2 separate regions of the Mus musculus genome follow, and region 1 is linked to region 2. The links are chromatin contacts, called in public HiChIP or PLAC-seq maps. All regions are on one chromosome and are shown on one strand. Each heading gives the region's core, a stretch centred on a gene start, on an enhancer-like site or on the middle of the called end of the contact. The rest is flanking DNA. Distances are from core to core; before and after follow the strand shown.

Evidence for each region. HiChIP or PLAC-seq counts read pairs in DNA pulled down with a chosen protein or histone mark.
Region 1: an H3K4me3 HiChIP or PLAC-seq map of the SCID.adh cell line shows a contact between it and region 2, with 16 read pairs. The contact joins the enhancer-like site here to the promoter of Ehhadh in region 2. A contact is called at or near these places in 5 of 39 promoter capture datasets (the C10 cell line, cranial neural crest, embryonic stem cells and 2 more), 1 of 15 datasets of contacts at CTCF or cohesin (the NIH/3T3 cell line), 4 of 115 datasets of contacts at active chromatin or transcription factors (the SCID.adh cell line, embryonic stem cells and memory CD8 T cells) and 1 of 9 other capture datasets (adipose tissue).

What each region holds. Positions count from the first base shown.
Region 1 is chr16:21,727,923-21,733,870 of GRCm38.p6, reverse strand. No RefSeq gene overlaps it. Among named protein-coding and RNA genes, the nearest start is that of 2510009E07Rik, 36 kb to the right of the region's middle. Within about 2 kb of position 3,345, at least 3 of the 459 cell types and tissues checked have an H3K27ac peak or open chromatin away from gene starts, as enhancers often do. A contact at or near this core is called in the SCID.adh cell line, where this site is marked.
Region 2 is chr16:21,784,375-21,790,053 of GRCm38.p6, reverse strand. Ehhadh (enoyl-Coenzyme A, hydratase/3-hydroxyacyl Coenzyme A dehydrogenase) reads left to right here and starts at 2,220. Exons shown (of 7, transcript NM_023737.3): 1 at 2,220-2,347. The coding sequence starts at 2,274.

The DNA.
Region 1 (5,948 bases), core at 2,096-4,595, 57 kb after region 2:
CAAAAGAAGATGAAAAATGGCTAAGACATATCTTTTATAAAATGTTCATTGTCACTAGCTTTAGGGAAAACCAAATCAAAACCACTTTGAGATTTCATCTTGCCCCAGACAGAATGGGAAAGATCAATGAAACAACCAACAACAAATGCTAGAGAGTGTGTGGGAAAAAAAAGCAATCCTTATTCATTGGTGGTGAGATTGCAAACTGATCCATCCACTCTGGAAATACGTGTGGAGAATTCTCAAAAAGCTAAAAATAAATCTACCATAAGACCCAACTACACACCACTTCTTGACATATGCTCAAAAGACTTGACATCCTGTTCCACAGATTCTTACTCCACCATGGTCATTGTGACTCTTTTTACAATAACCTGGAAGTGGAAACAATCTAAGTGTCCTTTAACTGACAAATGGATATTTAAGTGTGCTACATATACAGTATGGAATACTATTCAGTGATAAGGAAAAATGAAAGTGTGAAATTTGCAGTTTAATGGCTGGAACTAGAAAGGATCATATTTTTGGGTTTTGAATTAAGGTTATATGAGGATATAATAAATTTGTGACACGGATAGGGGACCATCCAATGTTGATATCCTTCCACAAGGGAATTTGGAAAGCCACCAAATGAGGGAAGGAACACGGGAATGCCTGTGGCCTTCCTCGGCATTTAGAGAGCAGTTAGATCTAAGAGATAGACCGTACACCATAGATCTTTCTGAAGAGAGACAGCATTGGTGAGCTCTATATAACCTTGAGCATGCTGTCTGTGAGGCAGGCTTCCCTGCCCATCTGTAAGCTTATGACTCTGTTATCAAAGGAGCCGTAATGACAACAATGAGCCTTGCCAGGCAAACAGCACACAAGTGCTCCACTGCCCTCAGTCCCCTGGTTTCCCTGCTTATTTCTTTTGGCATTAATCACACTGAGCGAGGTAACTTAGACCCATAAAGGAAGACACTGGATGCCCTCTCCCATTTGAGGTTCCTAAATCCAAACCTTCAGATGTTAGTACATATCCTGTAGTCACCTCAGAAACCAAGAAAGTAGAACTGGACCACTGTGACATGGGGTTGTGGGGAGCACTAGACAGGGAAATAGCAGGGTACAAATGATCTGGTGGGGAAAATAGAAAAAACAGGGGCCCTCTAATTAGAGAGGAGGGAGGGAGATAGATATAGAAGGATTGAGGAGGGTAGGATAAGACCAAGGATGTCTAAAAAAGCCACAAGGTACCATTCTATTAACTATCTACCTACAAATATCTATAGAATATAAGTCATATAAGCATACATATAAAGTTTAAATGAAACTTTCCCATCTATCTAGACTGACAATCCTCCCTCCAAAGATCCAAAGACCATTAACAACAACAACAATGAACACCAAGCACAACAACAACAATGAACACCAAGTCCTTTTTTGAGTTGGCCATGGTTGGGCAAGAGAATCTACAAGCATTATAAGCTACTGTTAATGCCTTTGTTTGATCCCCCGATGTAGAAGGTAAATCACAGGACCCAGAGGCTCCTGAGCTCTAACTGACCTGTAAGCGTCCTCCCTGAGAACTTGCTTTCACAGCACCAGAAAGCACTATGCAAGCTTCCAAAAGAGGGAGGCAATCAACAACCAACCCATATATACATACAGCAATCATCATATGCAAATAGTAGCACCCATACCTTAACACTAACCAACAGCTTTCTAACTAGATTCAACAAAAGAGTAAACGTGCTTGGTACTAGAAACCTAGTCAACTAGCTACTAGGACTAGTACAGTCATGGATATTCAAGGGAAAACCTAGAACCACCACCTTACTAAACAGCGCAATTTCCAACTACATTCTATGTAATTGTCTTTATAACCACAGATAAGTGTAGGTTTCATCCCTCGTTACAGAAACTTCTCTTTACATCATACCGAGACCATGACAGAAAACCACAACCAATCCAATGCAGAGTTCTGAAGCCCAGTTCCAACTGATACATCTATAACCCAACTCGGGTGCCTACGGTTCAGTGGGGGTGGAAGGGTTGTGAGAGACATGATCAGGAAGTTTATGTGAGATTATGTTTCCTAAGATTGTCAGAAGCTACACCCATAAAGTCTCACCGGCATGGCTGTCTAAACCCGACCTGGACAAGGACAACAGCAACAGACACAAAGCCTCAACCTTCGACAAAGTACTGTGAGGTAAGCCACCAGAGACCACCACATGGGGACTCTTAAAGCTGACAAGTAAGTCTTTATTGCCAGCCAGTGGCTGCACAGGGAACTTGCCCAAATCACGCATCCCTGAGCTTCGCAGCCCTTTCTTTGTCTTTTATGCACAAACCCCCACATCCTGGTTGGTTCTTCAGTAAGCAAGATGTGGAACTACAGATGCCAAAAAGGAAGGGTGGTACATTTGGGGACTTTCCTGGGCCGATGGCCAGGTCTTTGATGGATTAGGTTTTTGCTCCCATTTTTGGCAGGTGTTGGGACCTACTTTCTGGGTTTTAAGGTCAGAATGATGCTCCTGACATGGCATCAGATATGCTAAGGTCTAGGGACCAACTCCAAAAGAACTGAGGCAAATCAGGAAAGCTGAGAGCAGGAGAAATAGTCTTCACCGGGAACAGCACATCAATTAGTTATCAATACGAATGGGTTAATCCTGAAAACACACACATACAGTGACAGTATACAAATTGAGCAGGGCTTTTTTATGTGTGTAAGAAAATAGATGTAGCCGGGCGTGGGTGGTGGCGCATGCCTTTGATCCCAGTGCTCGGGAGGCAGGGGCAGGCGAATTTCTGAGTTCGAGGTCAGCCTGGTCTACAAAGTGAGTTCCAGGACAGCCAGGACTATACAGAGAAACCCTGTCTCAAAAAACCAAAACCAAACCAAACCAAACAAACAAAAAGATAAACCAAAATAATAATAATAAAGGAAAGAAAATAGATGTAATAACAAGAAAAGAAAGAAGAGGACATAATTTGAAAGAGAGCAAGATTTGTGAGGGTTTACAGGGAGAAAGGGAAGGAGGAACTGATACAACAATATTATAATCTCAAAAATTAAGTGTTTTTAAGATCCCATCTTACCCACCTCCCCCTCTTACCCGTCCTGCTCCTGTCCCCTAGGGGGTGGTCCCAAGGGTGTGAGAGCAGGATTGCTGCCCTGCCTCTTGCTGGCTGCAGCACACAGGACAGCATCCCACCCACCCTGACTGAGCAGCACAGTGGAGGTAGCCCTGTTGGCAGGGGCACAGGTGAACCGGTCCTACCCATTGTTTGCCAAGCAGTGGTGTGGGCACCAGAAAGATGCACTCCACCACCACCAGTAGGAGATCTGGCCCTGTTCCTCGCTGGCTGCAGCATTTGGGAGAGCAGCCCTGCACCTTGCCTGGACAAAGCAGGATAGCTAGCCCTGGTGGTGTGGGTGCAGGGGTACTGGAGGACTGACCAACTTAGATTCCACCCAGGCGCAGATCCAGGGCTCTGAGTTGCCTCACTTTAACATCTACCCCATCTGTGAACTGCTGGAGCACGTGAAAGGGCCGATCCTGCAAACCCAAAGCTGTAAGGTCTTTATGATACGGGGCAACAACAGGATGTCTGAGAGGAACCCCTGTATGGACCCAGTATTGATGGTGTGGCAGAAGCCAGAGGCCTAAAACCACACTAGTGACTCATGGCAATGGACATTTATAGGTAAAGATGTGTGGACAAAAGGGCACACCATGTAACACACCATGACACACCACAGCTTCCACCGTGAGCTGGTTTTATTTTAACTTTATTTATTTATTTATGTTGTTTTTATTTTTTGTTTTATTTTGTGAGGAAGGTTGCAAGGGCAGAGGACAGATATGAGGGACGGGGAGATGAGTGGGATTGGGGCTCATGATGTGAAGCTCACAAAGAATCAATAAAAATCTTTTTAAATCCTACCTTAAAGTTTGTTTCCTAGACTAGCTTGTCATCTCCTCCTGTGGACCAGGATCCCTTGGGAAAGCCTCTGAGATCTGGTTGGCCATGTAGAATCTTCTGGCGTCTGTCTTGCTGGTGGATGCTCTTGAGACTATACCTGTGGGGAAGCAGGCAAAGTGAGGTAAACAGAAGATGTTGGGCTGTGATGCGAATGCAAGGGAAGCAGCCGTGGTCCCCTTGGGGAGCTGCGAGGCTCAGGATGCTCTGCAGAGGTGTCCTGAATGGATCAAGGGAGATGAATGTTTGCACCTCACTTTGGGCTTTTATGTACGTTGTCCCTAAGAAAGAAAGATAGCATTGGACGGGCTTCCAGTCAAAGCGATATCCTCTTCCCAAGCCCTCTCAGCATCAGGGATATTGAAGATGGAACCCAGTTAGTTCTGCCTTGGAGACCAGCATTGCTTTAATCAGTTTTATCTCCAGTTTCACTGTTCACAAGAAACTCAAGCTCCCTGGTGTTTCTCACCTGGACTCTCATCTATGTGTGTATCCAGTGCCTCTCAACCCCCCACATCCTCCTTATTGGCTTCCTAGAATCTGCAATGTATAGCCACAACACCCAGACTCTCAAAATGTTCCCTGAACATTCATTCACCTTGGAAAAAATCCTTAGAGCATTTGGTCAGGGCTCCAAAGAATAGCTTGTCTTGCCAGCTTCTGAACAATGGAGAAGCAAGAGAACTGTCGACTGTGGAAATGAATATATCACCATGGGTTTGAAGGGTAGTAACCCTGTCAACCTAGGACTGCTGCACTGGCTAACGCAGCCCCCACATGGCACAGTGCCACTGGACCACATTTACAATGTCACCTTTTCTAAAGGCCTCAGGTGCATGTTTCTATAATTTAGATCTGGTCCCCTGAAGACCCCTGTGCTAAAGGTGTGGTACCTGCTGTGGCCCTTTGGGAAGGTCTAGACTCAAAGGCAAGACACTGTAGGATATCTTAAGTCACTGAGCCTGTGTCAACATTCACAGGAATGTTGGGAGCTCTGTACCCTCTCAATCCCCTCCATGCTGCCCATAAATTGAAGATCTTTGTTTCATCGGGCATCATGGTGTGCTACCTTCTCATGGACCCAAAGCAGCAGAGCTACCTGGTTATAGACTGGATACCACCCCCCCAAAGTGAGACAAAGTAAACATTTTCTCTTATTAAGTTGGTAATCTCTGGGCTGGAGAAATGGCTCAGTGGTTAAAAGCACTGACTGCTCTTCCAGAGGTCCTGAGTTCAATTCCCAGCAACCACATGGTGGCTCACAACCATCTATAATGAGATCTGACTCCCTCTTCTGGTGCATCTGAAGACAGCTACAGTGTACTTAGATATAATAATAAATAAATCTTTAAATAAAAATAAAGTCATAAACCAAGGTAACTTTAGACCACATTGCTATTGGGGGTGCAGAGGGGTTTGGACGCTATTCCATAGGCCCAAGAAGCTCTCTTAGCTCTTGGATTGGCATAAGTGTTCTGCTCAGTTGAAAGCTTCGAATCAATGGGGTTTTTATTTATTATCACAAGGCGTTGCTTCAGATTTAGAATGGGGCAAGAAATGGCTGCTCCAGAATGCTAAAGGTAGCCCTGGATAAAGTAAAGCCTTGGACCTTTATGTGTCCAATCTCTCCACGGTACTGAGATTCCAAGCCGTCCGTCAGTCTCCGCAGACACGAACGCTCCTCCCAGGAGCTCACTGGTCACAGCCAGACTCAGCTTCTTTTCAGGTTTTTGATCACTTAGCTGCCCAAGCATCTATAGCGCCACATGATGAATAGCTGGAAAACGAAACAAAAAGTGTAATAGAAAGAAGCTGCTTTTTACAAGAGCAGGAGGTTTTCTCTTCTCCACCAGATGGCGCTGTTGAGTAGTTTCTGTAAAAGTTCCAAGTTGGCCATTCAGTTTTAATATCTAGAGGATAAGCCACATGTTCCGCAGTGTTTTTCTAAACTAACATGTTTTATAAACTTAGAT
Region 2 (5,679 bases), core at 971-3,470:
AATGCCAAAACACTATGGTTTTGTGATCGGACTTACTGTAAAACACAAGATGATAACAATGATCAAAATGGCCACATACTGTTATTGTTGTTTTATTATATTATTACTTTTGGTGCACGCTTGAAAACTTACATAATGCAAAGTTAAAATGATAATGGTCAGTAGTGACTCATGAATATTTTCCTTCCTTTCAATGAGACTGAATTTAAACTATACCAAGGAATCCTTGTCTGATAGAAAACAGATTGAGCTTTTCAGTGGATAAGGATCTGGAGATGGTAAGAGATAGCCAACCCTGTTCTTCGAGTAGTTAGAGACCTGCATGGTCCAGCAGGCAAAAACTCAGTATTTGTGACAGAGTTCAGCATTTACCCTCTGGGCACTGTAGTGGTTTCAGGGCTTATAGTGATTTTTTTTGAAGCATTAACAAACCTGAGATACCCTGTGAACATAGGATGTAAGATGACACAGTTGCTACAGTGAAAGAGTGAGGTGCTTGCCTAAGACAGTGATATCCTATGAAGTAGCACTGTGTATGTAGTAAGAATTTTGTTTCTTTTTTGAAAACAGTTATGGTGTGTGAATATGTTTTGTTTTAGTCCCAGGTGTGGAATATGGGGTTGCTCTCACAGCAGCTGACTATGATTCGTCTCATGCTCTGGCAGGGGTGTGATTCTGCCAAAAAAAAAAAAAAATTAGTTTACATTTGGAATTCTGTGGACTCTTGAAAGGGTATAAAAATGCCAGAGACCCAGAAGCTGTGGAGGCTGCTGCCCCCCTGCTGCTGCTGCCGCTGCTGCCTCCACCACTGCTGCTGCTGCTGGTTCCTGTTGCTGTGAGCAAAGATGAGAAGAAGAAATTGGATATCCTGAAGACAAAGACTGGACTTGCCCCTAAGGAACTTGATGCCCTTAATCAGCAGAAAGTAGTCTAAACAGATCTACGCCCCCTTTCCCTCTAACTCTCTTTCTGACTGACCTAGTGTTGTGGGGTTGGAAGGGATTGGGGTGGAGAAAGATAGTAGGTAATCCAGGAACGTAGCCAAAAGTATGGTTACATTTGTAAGACAAAATAAGTAAAATAGAAGGATATGGAAGATCAAAAGACTATCTACACACAGCAACACGGTAGAACCTGCTTAATTGGCATCCATGAACTCAGCAACTTTGGAACCCATGCTTGTAGACAATTCTGTACCATTAGGAAAAGAGAACCCACTGTGCTGCCACCTAGCTGTATCCCTATTCCTCTGCCACTTACAGAGGGACTAAGTGATAGGAGGCTTTGCTGTTGAGGAGCACTGGCAGAACCTGATTGGAACTGCCCTTTGAACTTTGTTCCCTAAATGCCTTACTTGCCTTTCGCTGGTTCTGCTCCCACCGAGGTGCCAACTGTAAACATCCAAGCCATTTAATGGATTTATATTAAAGCCTTCACCAAGAACCCACTGTGGGAGACACCACAGAAAGTTCCGTGCTCAATTAAAATAAAAGTGCAAACCTAATGGCCAGTGACCGAGTCCTACAGATGGAGATTATAAAGTGTCTTGAGATGACTCCAAAGAGGGCTTATTATCGATCCTTGCTCCAAGGGGGTGGGGTGTAATAAGGCCACTCAGTGCTATTAAACCTTGAACTCTACCTGCTCAGGTTCCTAGGATGCTGGGACTGATTTCTCCTAGACACCATACCTAGAAGTAACATTCCTAGAAATAATATTTAGACATTGTTAAAACTTGTGAAACATCAGTGAAGATTTACAAGTACGGTTTTACTTGTCAACCTGCACACTGTCTTCTGTCCACTTGGTGGACTTTGGCAACCAAGAGGAGCCATGCGCAGCTGGAAGGACCGTGCCCCAGGCTGTTTTAGAGGGAAGAGACAAGGCATGGTTTATTGTCAGGCTGCAGCCTACGTCCAGCCCATAATATGTGTGCAGTTCCTGGATGAACTGTGAAAAATCCCAGCCTTTAGGAGGGACAGAACTAGAGAAGGCCGGGGCTTCGTGCCCTGGTAAATGGCTGTTTTGTGAACATGTGATTGACGTTGGTGGTGTGACCCAGCAGTTTGGCTTGCCTGTGGACATTCCCTTTGGAAGCATAGGAAGATCGCGCTCCTTGGAGCGCAGCCCGCCCCAGGGAGCACGAAGTGCAAGGGGCAGGAGGCGGTAGCAGCGGCTCCCATTGGCTCAGAGCACGCCCCTCCTCTCAGGGCGGCCCAGAAAAGGAGCCCCGGGCTGCCCCAGACATCAGAGGCGCAGGATACCTTGAGAAAATGGCTGAGTATCTGAGGCTGCCCCACTCCCTGGCTATGATCCGCCTCTGCAATCCACCGGTCAATGCCATCAGGTAACACCGCCCGGACAGTGGGGTGTGGCGGGTCTAGGAGGGGGCTTGTCTCAGCTGGAAGGGCGGGCCAATGAGCAGCTGGCTCCGGCCTTCCTTCTGTCAGCTGTTGACCTCACTGCGAGGCCCACGTTTGGTTCTGGCGAATCAGGAACTTACAAAGGTGAGGTTGATGCAGCAAGTGTCTGCTTGAACCCCTTCCTGCAACCTTACTGCCGGCTTGCAACCCCAGCGTCTCTGTGATGCCAAAAGCTATAGTTAGCTGACTCGTAGAAAAGCAGAGTTTAGTGCCTTGAGTGTCAACTCTCCCTGTCAGAGGAGGCCTACTGGATAGTATTTTCTGAAAAGCTGAAGTTTCATTTACACCACCTGCAGTGCCCTCCTGTGCAATGCACTTAGCACATTACTATTATAAATGAGATCTGTCTTCTTGAAAAAATGATATTCATTTACCCTGTTCACTCCATATCACCGGCGAATAGAGTATAATTCTATATTAGCCTCAGGAGGAGTCACCCATACATTGCAGAAGTGGTGGACAGGATTGTGACAGATACTGTATAATTTTCACTGGTGAGACCTTGCTAAAACCCTTTTCTCAGGTGAGACCTTACAGTCTAAAGGACAAACCTAGGTACAGTTCCAGCCCTGTTCACTCTGCAGGGGACCAATGCAATGGATTTAGGCTTACTTTCAGAACAGGGTGGTGCGCTGGGGGCAGGTTGGGGGAGGGGAGGGCGGGGACAGGAGCATGAGTGACTTTAGAACTGCCACATTGGAATCAGCCCTCCCCAGCAAAGATCATGACTCCCCGTGGCAGTTAAGAACCCCTTCCCCAGCCGAGCGTGGTGGCGCACGCCTTTAATCCCAGCACTCGGGAGGCAGCACTTCTGAGTTAGAGGCCAACCTGGTCTACAAAGTGAGTTCCAGGACAGCCAAGGCTACACAGAGGAACCCTGTCTCGAAAAACTAAAGAAAAAAAAAATAAATAAAGAACTCCCTCCCCTAATCCTTCCCTACCTATATCCTCTAGTCCTTCCTAGAGACCCAAGGGTACAATTAGGGCAAAGAGGGGTGGCTGGATAATCAGAGTGTTCTGGTCCAGTCCTTCTATGAAAGTCTACCACCAACAAGCCCAGCATTGGCGATCTTTGGCAAACAGGCTCAAGCCAAACTTGCAGCAGTTTGGCTGGGAGAATAGTCCTGTACAATGGATGAGAACAACTAACCGTTCACCCGAGAGAGGGCATCTGTGACCGGCCAAGTAAAGGATTCCACCCACGTCTAGCTCGGTAGATTAGTGACTTTACTGAGGTCAGTTACAAGAGTATAGTTGCTTCTGAAACAACGGAACCCCTGGAAAGCCCACCCCAACTCGTGAGGAGCCCCCTCCTCACAATTGCTTCTCTCCTGTAACTTTGGAGACGGATCTTATGAAACTTACAGGTTTCTGAGCTTCCTGGGGCGTCTTAAACATCAGTAGATGTGTTTAGCTTTCAGTGCCCTGTCAGTCTCTTTAGCGTCCCCAGTCTTAGCCCCTTCGGGAGGGAATGCGTCAATCCCAAGGAACTAGCAGCACAGTAGCAGAATAAATAAAGTAAACATAGGCCATTTGAAAATTCCCACCACCAGCTGCTGGAGCAAAACCAAACAGATGCCGGGGTGGCACACACCTGGAATCGAAGCATTCAGGAGACTGCGGCAGAAGGAACTGTTGATCTATTCAGACCCTGTCTCAAAAAAAAAAAAAAAATCTTAAAAGCAAGCAAACAAACAAACAACAGAAAAGAGGAGACATGTTCATTTTAACTGAGATTTAAAACCACACTGTTATTAGATTTTATTTTTTAAACTTAATTATTATTATTATTTTATGTGTATGGGTCTTTTACCTGAGAGTATATCTGTGTATCACATGCCCTGGTACTCATGGAGGCTAAAAAAAAAAAAAAGAGAGAGTTTTTTTTTTAAGATTTATTTATTTATTTATTATATGTAAGTACACTGTAGCTGTCCTCAGACACTCCAGTCAGATCTCGTTACAGATGGTTGTGAGCCACCATGTGGTTGCTGGGATTTGAACTCCTGACCTTCGGAAGAGCAGTTGGGTGCTCTTACCCACTGAGCCATCTCACCAGCCCCCAAGAGAGGTTTTTGTTGTTGTTGTTTTGGGTTTGTGTTTGTTTGTTTTGTAACAGCGTCTTTGTAGTTCTGGCTGACCTGGACTAGCTATGTGAACTAGGCTGGCCTTGAACTTGCAGAGAGCCACTATCCTCTGTCTCCCAATCACTGGAATTAAAGGTATGTGCCACCACACTTGACTTAATACTGTACTTATGTTAATATGAAGGATGGCATTGATTAATACATAATGTGCAAAAATTACTGGCTACTTTGGGCAGGGCAGAAGCAAATTATTGATCATGCCAGTCTCACTCTTGATCTCAGCCCAGAAACCAGGAAGTGGCTACAGCACGTGATCTCACAAAGAAAGCATAAGCAATATGGCTCCGTATCCACGTGGGGCGCTCATGTACTGATAGGATTACTTGATAGAGGGATTCTACTGAACTCTCTGATCCTGAGTACTATGTCCATCAAGAGGTCAGGAGGGAAATGTCCCACAGTCTCACAACCACTCCTGCTGGTACTCTCTGGTGTGTTCCTAGCATTTAGCCTGCTATGTCCCTCCCCAATCAGGAGAAATCTTAAGGTAAATGCAATGGAGATTGTATTGTAAATGACTCCACACTTTTAGGACCTCCTTGTATCTCTGAGTAGCCTGTGGTCAGTCCCCTGCAGTAGTCCCCTTGCTCAGTATTTGCTTCAGCCTCGTGGAGATCTTTTTTTCTCTTAGACCCTACATGTTCCCATGTTTTCCTCTGAACTTTAATTTTAGGTAAATTGTTCACCAACTTTAACAGCTTAGCATACTTGTTTTCTACCTTATTATTATTATTATTATTATTATTATTATTATTATTTGCTTTTCTCCCTCCCTCCCTCCCTCTCTCCCATCTTCCCACCTTCTTTCCCCTCTTTCTAATTTTATGCAGGAACCTATCTCTTTCTACATGAATGAGGTATTGTAAATTGTCTAACTCTCTTTTCCCAACAATTAAAACCCTTCCTTGTTAGAGAGGGCAATCATGTTTTTCTCCATTCTGGGAAGGTTCAGTTTCTTCCTAACTACTATCTCACAGAGCAATGGTTTTCAACATTTTTTTTGATAACTATAATCTACTTAGTTAAAACAAAAACCTTAAATTTAATTTAAATACATAAAATTTGAAGATGCACACATGCATACAACATGTAGCACTGAAAACAGGATT